Linked DNA regions of Pan troglodytes: region 1 is linked to region 2. A link is a contact called in public capture Hi-C data. All regions are on one chromosome and are shown on one strand. The core of a region is the stretch at or near the end of the contact, and the rest is flanking DNA. Distances in the headings are between cores, read along the strand shown. Region 1 has its middle 120 kb from the start of MAP3K7. Region 2 has its middle 110 kb from the start of BACH2.

The links. Capture Hi-C pulls out chosen DNA fragments and counts their contacts.
Region 1: a capture Hi-C map of stem cell-derived neural stem cells shows a contact between it and region 2, with 3 times the contacts expected there. The contact joins two enhancer-like sites. A contact is called at or near these places in 3 of 7 Hi-C or Micro-C datasets (induced pluripotent stem cells and stem cell-derived neural progenitor cells) and 1 of 1 other capture datasets (stem cell-derived neural stem cells).

Annotation. Positions count from the first base shown.
Region 1 is chr5:102,468,502-102,473,210 of NHGRI_mPanTro3-v2.0_pri, reverse strand. No RefSeq gene overlaps it. Among named protein-coding and RNA genes, the nearest start is that of MAP3K7, 120 kb to the left of the region's middle. Within about 2 kb of position 1,725, at least 7 of the 24 cell types and tissues checked have an H3K27ac peak or open chromatin away from gene starts, as enhancers often do. A contact at or near this core is called in stem cell-derived neural stem cells, where this site is marked.
Region 2 is chr5:102,406,173-102,410,889 of NHGRI_mPanTro3-v2.0_pri, reverse strand. No RefSeq gene overlaps it. Among named protein-coding and RNA genes, the nearest start is that of BACH2, 110 kb to the right of the region's middle. Within about 2 kb of position 2,484, at least 3 of the 24 cell types and tissues checked have an H3K27ac peak or open chromatin away from gene starts, as enhancers often do. A contact at or near this core is called in stem cell-derived neural stem cells, where this site is marked.

The DNA of each region.
Region 1 (4,709 bases), core at 476-2,975, 63 kb before region 2:
AGTGATTCTTGAACCTGCAGTCAGTGCAATGGTCACCAAGCTAGCAAAAGTGCCTTGGGTTTAGGGAGGTGACTCACAAACTCCAGTGTGCATAAGAATCACCCATCAGCGATGGAAGTAGTAAGAGTGTGGGCTCTGGATGGGTGTGGTGACTCATGCCTGTAATCCCAGAACATTGGGAGGCCAAGGTGGGAAGATCACTTGAGCCCAGGATTTCAAGACCAGCCTGGACAACAAGTAAGACCCCATCTCTACAAAAAATTTTAAAAAATTAAAATGTGGGCCCTAGAGCCCCTACCCCAGGTATTGGTTCTGTAGGCTGGGGGAGATTTGAATGTTTAACAAACACTCTGGGTAATTCTAATGCACATAGTTTGCAATGAGAAACACTGTTCTGCAAATTCTGATGGAGAATATTTAGACATGTGCTTTATGGTTTTCAGATTTTCCCTTCAAAATTGTATTATTTCAAATATTTTTCTTAATAAGAAACATTTAGGACATGAAAAGATAACCAACACCATTAGTCATTACAGTTATGAAATTGAATTGAATTATGCAATAGAAAATAGCAATAAAATACTACTACACACTCATTAGAATGGCTGTAATCAAAAAGACTGACAATACCAAACATAGAGGATGTGGAGGAACAGGAACTCTCACATATTACTGATGGGAATGTAAATGATAAAACCACTTTGGAAAGCAGTTTGGCAGTTTCTTAGAAAGTTAAGCATACACTTACATATTACCCAGTAATTGTACTCCTAGCTGTGTACCCACAAGAAATGAAAACATGTCTACACAAAAACTTGTACATAAATGTTCATATGAGCATTATTCATAATCGCTCTAAACTGAAAACAACCCAAATGTCCATCTACTGGTGAATGGATGTACAAAATGGGATATATCCACACAATGAAATATTATTCAGCATTGAAAGAATGAACTACCAATACATGGTACAACATGGATGAACCGCAAAAGCATTATGCAAAATGAAATAAGCCTGACACAAAAGACTGTAGATCATATGATTCCATTTAGATAAAATTTCTAGAAAATACAAATCTATAGAACTAGAAAGCACATCAGTAGTTGCTTGGGGCTAAGAGGAAGGATCGACTGTGAATGGCAAAAGGGAACATTTTGGTGAGATGAGATGTTCTAAAACTGGATTGGGGGGATGTAGAACTCTAAAAAGTTACCCCCCAAAATCATTAAACTATACAGCTACAGGGATGAATTTTAAGGTATGTAAATTATACCTCAAAAAAGGGGTTTGAAAAAAGAGGACTCCCCCAAATGGCAATTGAATGGTAGATGAGTGAATGAATCATACAATTAAAAAATATTTCAAAGTATTTAGGAGACGGTGTTCAAAGGTACATATATCTCTATATGACTAGGTAGTGCTTTCTGCATTTTGTTATCAGCTATGGTCGAATGTCAGTCTCGTTCGTAGGTGGCTCTTTTTCTTTTCAACTCACTCTGAGTCACAGTTTCAGCCCCAGCCTTCACTAACTTATCCACAACTTGCAAGCAGCTTTTGTCAATTTTAACTACCAGGAGGCTCTTCCCCTTTAGGCTAACTAAGAGGCTATTAGGTCCTTTCAGCTTTCGTAACAGCCAGAAAGGACAGTCCACCATTACCTCTGACTCATCTGCTTTCTTTTCCATGTGGCAGGAGAAGAAAAAAAGAGTTTTCAGTCACATTACATGTCTCAGTGTCAGCAATTCAATTGTTCCCTTAGCAACCATCGCTTTTACCGCTGGCTTTCTGAGACACACTGCCTTCTCAAAGAGCTGAGAGTCACAAAATATCTTGGTGCATGCCAGAAGCTGTTTTCTAAAAAGGCCAGTATGTCTTCTAGAGAAAATCCTTTTTAAAACAATGTTCAAACACAGCATACCATTTTTAGACAAGGGTGATAATGGGGACAACGCTGAGGAGATGATACTTCTTAGGGTCATTTGGCTTCCACTGAGATAAGGGGTGTGTGCAGTCACAGACTCCCTGCTCCCATCCCTGCCGGTGGATGTGATGGGTCACAGGGAACTCAAGAGTGGAGTGGTGGGAGAATGACTCTGGGCAGAAGCAATGCAGTGATTTTCCTGCCCATGGAGGGATCGATGGAGACACTGCTTTTGCATATGAAGCATCCAAATTTACCATTTTCTTATCTGACTCATGGGAATATACTGCCCCTCCTATATTTCTACAGCCAGGTGACAACTAAGAACAAGGGATGGCTCAAAAGTGTGGTTTCCTTTATTATTCCATCCATGATTTATTTTCCAAGAGGACCTTGTGATGGTTAATACTGAGTGTCAACTTGATTGAAGGATGCAAAGCATTGTTCCTGGGTGTGTCTGTGAGTGTGCTGCCAGAGGAGATTAACATGTGAGTCAGTGACTGGAAGAGGCAGATCTACCCTCAATCTGGGTGGGCACCATCTAATCAGCTGCCAGCTCAGCTAGAATAAAGTTGGCAAGAGAAGATGGAAGGGCAGACTTGCTGAGTCTTCCAGCCTTCACCTTTCTCTCATGCTGGATGCTTCCTGCCCTCAAACATCGGACCCCAGGTTCTTCAGCTTTTGGACTCTTGGACTTACACCAGTGGTTTGCCAGGGGCTCTCGGGCCTTTGGCCACAGACTGAAGGCTGCACTGTCAACTTCCCTACTTTTGAGGTTTTGGGACTTGGACTGATCCACCACTGGCTTCCTTTCTCCTCAACTTGCAGACGGCCTATTGTGAGACTTCACCTTGTGACCGTGTGAGTCAATACTCCTTAATAAACTCCCTTTCATATATACATCTATCCTATTAGTTCTGCCCCTCTAGAGAACCCTGACTAATACCTGTCCTGTAATTAAAAAACAAAAAACAAATATTATCTGTTTACCACTATTTGAAAAGCAAGGACATCTCAGAATACAGAGATCATGTGAAGGTTCTCCAGAAAATATTTCTCAAACACTTTGAACAGGATGTGGAGTCTGTGATAATTCTATTTCACAGGCCCATCTCTAGGAATAAAATATCTTACTAACAACTTGATAGTTTTTTTTTAATTAGTAAGAGTAGAGAGGTATTTTAGCACTATTTAAGGGTACCTGTACTTCAAACAATTGATACCAAATCTCTTTAATGAAACTCTGCTAAATATTAAGTCTTAAGTACTAGGAATTGGGTAGATTAATTACAAGATTCTGGTACCTGCCTTATTTTTATTTTTTACAACTTGTACTTCTACTTTTCTTTTAAATCAGTTCTGTCAGGTCTTCTTTGAGAAGTGCAAATTAAGGAGATTTCCCTATATATAAATATTTCAAAACTGTTAACCCAGGATCTATTGACCCAGTGGGCTTTCAGAAAGGGGAGGAAATCCCCTGCTGTATTTTATAACCTGCAGGAGACTCCCGGCTGGTAACAGTGTGCCCCTGCTGCGGTGTTGCCAAGAATCCCAGCTTTGGGGTATGCATGTCTCCAAATCAAGATGTTGGGAAAGATTGCTTTTCAGGCCTATCCACTTCCTTAGGTTTTCCCAAAATAATACTAAGTTACCAAGAATGAAAAACCCAAACCACAAGATAAAGTTCTGACTCCACTCAGAAGGCTCTGAAGATAAGATCCACGGGCGATTTATCTTGCAGAGCCTATGCGTAAACACATTCAACCTTTCCCCACCCACAGAAAGATGAAGAACGATTTACTTTTCAGTTCAGAAAAGGAAAAGGGATTCATAACAATTCGAGTTTGCCTTCAGGAAATCAATACAATTTGTGACCGGGTGCAGTGGCTCATGCCTGTAATCCCAGCACTTTGGGAGGCCAAGGCGGGCGGATCACCTGAGGTCAGGAGTTTGAGACCAGCCTGGCCAACATGGTGAAACCCCATCTCTAATAAAAATACAAAAATTAGCTAGGCATGGTGGTGTGTGCCTGTAATCCCAGGTACTCGGGAGGCTGAGGCAGGAGAATCACTTGAACTTGGGAAGCAGAGGCTATAGTGAGCCGAGATCACACTACTGCACTCCAGCCTGGATGACAGAACAAGACTCCCTCTCAAAAAACAAAACAAAACAAAACAAAACAAAAATTGTTTTCTTATGACAGAAGAAGAATATATGTCTTCTTAATTCCTCTCTTCTTAATAAAAACCATCACTTCTCACTGAAGAAGGCAGACGTGTGTGGGTCTAATCTGTGGTCATTGAGCTACTGAAGAGTGGGGTTTTCCTAACATCTCTGGGTGTATTCCCTCACCTGCAAAGACAGGGGCTAGAATGAATGTCCTCTGGGGTCCCTCATGGCTACGATCTGTGTTTCTATCTACTTCCTCCTGGTGGACTGTGGAATTTCAAGGCCTTCAGCTCATCTGTCCCCACTGTCTGCACCTTTTCCTGGAGCCCTGTTTCTGGGCACCCAGCAGCTGCCACATGTGATGTTCCTGCCTTTCAGTTGACACAAGCATTTCTTCTCACCACCAGCAAAGTCCCAGTCAGAGATGTGAAAGGGAAGAAGGAAAAAAATAGACACAGACACATACATGTGAATATATGCACATATAAAAATATGTGTTCTGGAGCAGATTCAGAGGACTGGGATAGCCCTGAGTTTAGTGCTCTGAGTCTCATCAAGGTAACTCTCCTTGGCAGGAAGTGACCCAGTGAACATCCTGCCCAGTTACATGGGGCCTCC
Region 2 (4,717 bases), core at 1,235-3,734:
AGTAATACTCTCTGCTTTGCTTATTAAAGGGCTCTGGTGGTAATGTTCAGGAAGCCAGCCTTTGACAGGTCTGTCAGCAGAAACTTTGCTTAGTGTTGTTTATAAGTAAACACACCCAAGTTTTATATATGTGTGCGTATATATGTATAATATATATAAAATATATATAATGTATTATACTTTATATATGTATAAAGTATATATTTATATAACATATACAACACATATATAAAACATATATTTATATAACATATATACTTTATATATATATAAAACTAAAGATTTCAATGATGATAAGAGATTTGACATAAAGGAGTTCAGATAAATATGCATCAGCTTTGGATAGTTCTCTGATACTTGTTGAGATGCCTTTTACCAGAAAATCAGGTTATAAATCTAGTGTTACAGAAGTTCTCAAAGATGTAGGGGAGGAAAAGTGCCTTAGATCCCTAAACAATAAAGAGATTAAAAAGAGAAATGCAGCTGGATGTGGTGGCTCATGCCTATAATCCCAGCATTTTGGGAGGCTGAGGTAGGAGGTATTGCTTGAGCCCCAGAGTTTAAGACCAGCATGGGCAACACGGGAAGACCCTATTTCTACAAAAAATTTAAAAATTAGCCAAGCATCATGGTGGCTTATGGCTGTAATCCCAGCACTTGGGGAGGCTGAGGCAGGCAGATCAGTTGAAGTCAGGAGTCAAGACCAGCCTGGCCAACAGGGTGAAACCCCATGTCTACTAAAAATACAAAAATTAGCTGGGCATGGTGGCAGGTGCCTGTAATCCCAGCTACTCAGGAGACTGAGGCAGGGGAATCCCTTGAACCTGGAAGGCGGAGGTTGCAGTGAGCCAAGATCGCATCACTGCACTCCAGCCTGGGCAATAGAGTGAGACTCCGTCTCAAAAAAAAAAAAAAAAAATTAGCCAGGCGTGGTGCATGCCTGTGCTCCTGGCTACTCCAGAGGCTGAGGCAGGAGGGTCACTTGACACTTGAGCCAGGGAGATCGAGGCTGCAGTGAGCTGTGTTCATGCCACTGCACCTCAGCCTAGGCGACAGGGCGAGACCCTGTCAAAAAAAAAAAAAAAAGAGAGAGAAATGCATGCACATTTGTTTAAGTTTTACATGACACAGAAGTCTTCATAAGGAAATGAGGATCCAAAGAAATGGTTAAATCTGTGTATTTTTATGCTAGGTTTGATAGATAAAGAGAGGACACTTGTGGAGAAATATGATAGGGCAAAAAGGGCAGAATTTAATGTAATAAACTAGGGGACGGAGAGGACTTAGCAAGGCCTGTTTGTTCAGATTCTTCTCTGTGTCCCTGTGTCTTCAGAGATGAGGTTGTTCCTTTACTCTGGTATAGGGAGCACATCTCTTACATGAGCGTCTTATGACCTGCTCCTAGGAAAGGTCAGAAAATCCTTCAGGGAGGAAGGGCAAGGAAGGCCAGAGAGATCTTTCTGCTTCTGCAATTTTTTTCAAATTCCTTCAGCTTAAAATATTCAATACGCGAAAGTACCATATTTGGGTGTAGCATGTTGAACCCCATCAATGTCAGATGCCACAAGTCCTTTCCAGAAAATATTTTTCTCAAAGTTTGAAAGCTTCAATAACTTAGGCTCTTATCTTTCCTAAATCAGGAAAAACAACAACTACCAACAAGTAAAAGATATTACAAATTAATGGACCTTTATTTTTTCTCTGATATTAGGATCAGTAAGCACGTTAGAAACCTGATTTTTAAAAATTATTTCTACATTTGAAGTTCTAGACAATGGCTTGTTATTTATACATAATTATTCTTTGGTTGATAATAACAATTCATGAAATTGATTGATATTATCAATGAACAGAGTTCCACTTCCAATTGACTAGGCAGATTTTACATTTCTTTGCAAAATGAAGCAAAGTGTCACCTAATGTCACGTTAAAACAAAACATTCAAGAGTGAAGTCTTGAAATGCTTTTGCAATGCACAATGAATGCATTGTGGTGGAGTGGTTGATTATGTAAGGTGACTCGTGAGTGACCCAGCACAATGCTTGGAACGTGTACATGCTCATGAGTGAGAGCTTGGGGGTGGGAAGTGCCCTCCAGGGGCTATGGTTGACCCGCTGCCAGAACCCAGATACAGACCCGGGGATAAGCATTTTATGTGGGTCCTCTTATCATCAACACCTTGTGAACTAGGTACTAGTTCATGTGCATTTCACAGGAGAAAAATTTAGGCAGAGAGGAGTTAAATACTACAGTGAAGATCACACAGCTAGGAAGTGCTGGAACAAGAATTCATGCCAAGGACATCTGTCCTTGCCTCTACGTGGTAATGCCTGTTAGCGGTAGTGGCGTGGCAGTGCAGAGAAGAATGAGAGGAAGCCAAATGAGCATGGTGTCTGCAGCCTCCGGGGAGCTGGTAGGAGACTGGGAGGCTCACGTTACACATTGCATCAAACTCTAGGCCATGCTGAAAGAGCAGAGATAAGATCCTCCCTTGTTTCCAGCTGTGAGACTTGGGCCAGACCCAGACGCTGCTGCTCTCTCCTCTAGCAGGCTCCTACTGGACACTGACTGTCAAAGAGGTCTTCTTAATAATGCAGACTAGTAACACAAGCAGGATGTCAGCTTTGAAGGGAGGCTTGCCACGGCCCAGCTCCCCTGCTGAACACATGTGGAGCAGAGCTATCCACGATGCTAGGTGAGCGGAAGACAGCCGCCGCCAGGGGAAAGAACTGTGAATTCTGTTAGTTGTAATGAGGAAGGAAGTCCAAGGGGGCTATGAGGCTGAGGACATGGGATGTGGCAGAAGCCAAGAGACTGTGGGGAAATGTCAGAAATGGGCCACCTACTAAGACGAACTAAAGGAAAGGGCAGAATAGCAAAAAGCCGCAAGTAACTACCAGGAAGGATCATGAAGAAAACTCCAAGCAGAAGAGCAAAGATGACAAGAGGTGATTCCCTTGAGGGGAGAAAATATTTATTACCTGGGCATGGAGGGGCGTTGGGACAGAAAAGATTCTCCATGGTTCTGACAGGACACATTTACACAGTCATTGGGAGCATTCTTTAGCCACCATTGAAAATGTGGCTGGGTGCCTCTGCGTCCAACATCACTGGCCTCATCTCTGTGGGAACTTAAGCTACAGGATGGCCACAGCTATGATAGGTTTACTCACCACTGTGTTTCCGGGACATAGCACAGTGCCTGGGATGTGGTCCATGCTCAATAATAGTTCTTGAATAAAAGAAAGAACGAAGAGAGGAAGGGAGGGAGGGAGGAAGGAAAGAAAGGTGGAAAGAGGGAAGGAAAGAAAGGAAGAAAGGAAGGAAGGGAGGGAGGGAGAGAGGAAAAGGGGAAGGAAGGAAAAAAGGAAGAAAGGGATGGAGGGAGGGAGAAGGAAGGAAGGAAAGAAGGGAGGGAAGGAGGGAGGGAGGGAGGGCTGTGACCCAGGATGGCATGCTATGCTTAGTCAGCCTAGCTGACTTTAGGAGGGCTACATCACAAATCATCTCCTCCCTCTTCCTGCCTCTCCACCTCCTGTCTCAACACACAGGCAGCAGTCCCACCAGCTCACACACACAGGGCCAAACAACCCAGGGTGTGAATGGCAAAGCTCTCAGAAAGCTCTGGTAGCCCACAGCCCAGCTCCTGGGCTCCCAGGGCATGCCAGCAGGGTGCTAGGTCAGTCTCTACAGCTGCTTCGGAGTTAGCTTCTGGTCCTGGGCGGTCTTCAAAATTCAACCCAAGTGAGCTGGTTTAACACCTCCCCAGAGGTTCTCAACTGCTCAATGAAGCCAACGCCGTGCCAGGAGCTTGATGGGGCTTCCCTCTCTTCTAAGAAATACTGCCCTTTCTCCCCAGGTTGAAATACTCCTGGTATTATGGTCAAGAGGAAGAGGGTGGAGCAGAGAGTGGTACCTTGTTTATCAGGCAGGATAGGCTAGTCTGTGCAACAGTATCAACCCCAAAACCTCAGTGACTGAAAAACAAGGTTTATTTCTCAGTCTCACTCCCTATTCATCACAGTTTGGCTGAAGACTCAATTCTGCATTGCTCTTTCTCTGGCACCCAGGCTAATAGAGCAACCACCACGTTCCTATGGTAGAAGGAAAAACAGGTGTGGAGGTTCTCAGGCTGATATTCAAATACTCCAGTCTGGACATAACATACATCACATCTGTGCACTGTCATTGGCTGGAATCAACACGTGGTCCCACACAGTCACAAAAGGTTCAGGAGTACAATCCTATCATGGGTAGGGAAGGCAAAGAGCTAGAAATAACGACCCCAGTCAGGAAAGGAGCCTTAGAGCTGTGACCCAATTATTCCTAAGCCCTGCTCCTCACACACTGGTTGCCCTCCATTGAGGAAGTGGCTGGTGGCCTAGCCCAGAGGACCGGGGTTACTTACTAGTCAAATCTGATGCTGAAAAGGTGTCCTGTTTTATACTTTCTGATCAGAGGATTTCCACTTGTCCTTCAGTCGCAGCTCTCCTGAGAGGGACAGTCCTCAATGATTATGGTGAGTGTCGGGGCAGTCCGGCGGGCCTCCCCGAAGACTCCAGCCCAGGGAGGTTAGCTTCCTCGCAACGGACCTCTGACTCCCACCAAAAGTCCAGCAAGGATAGCATTGAAATCAACAACCGAAACAATGCAGTTGGCTTGAGGATTCATTTTCTTTATTTAAAAAAATATTTTCAGCTGGGCGCGATGGCTCACG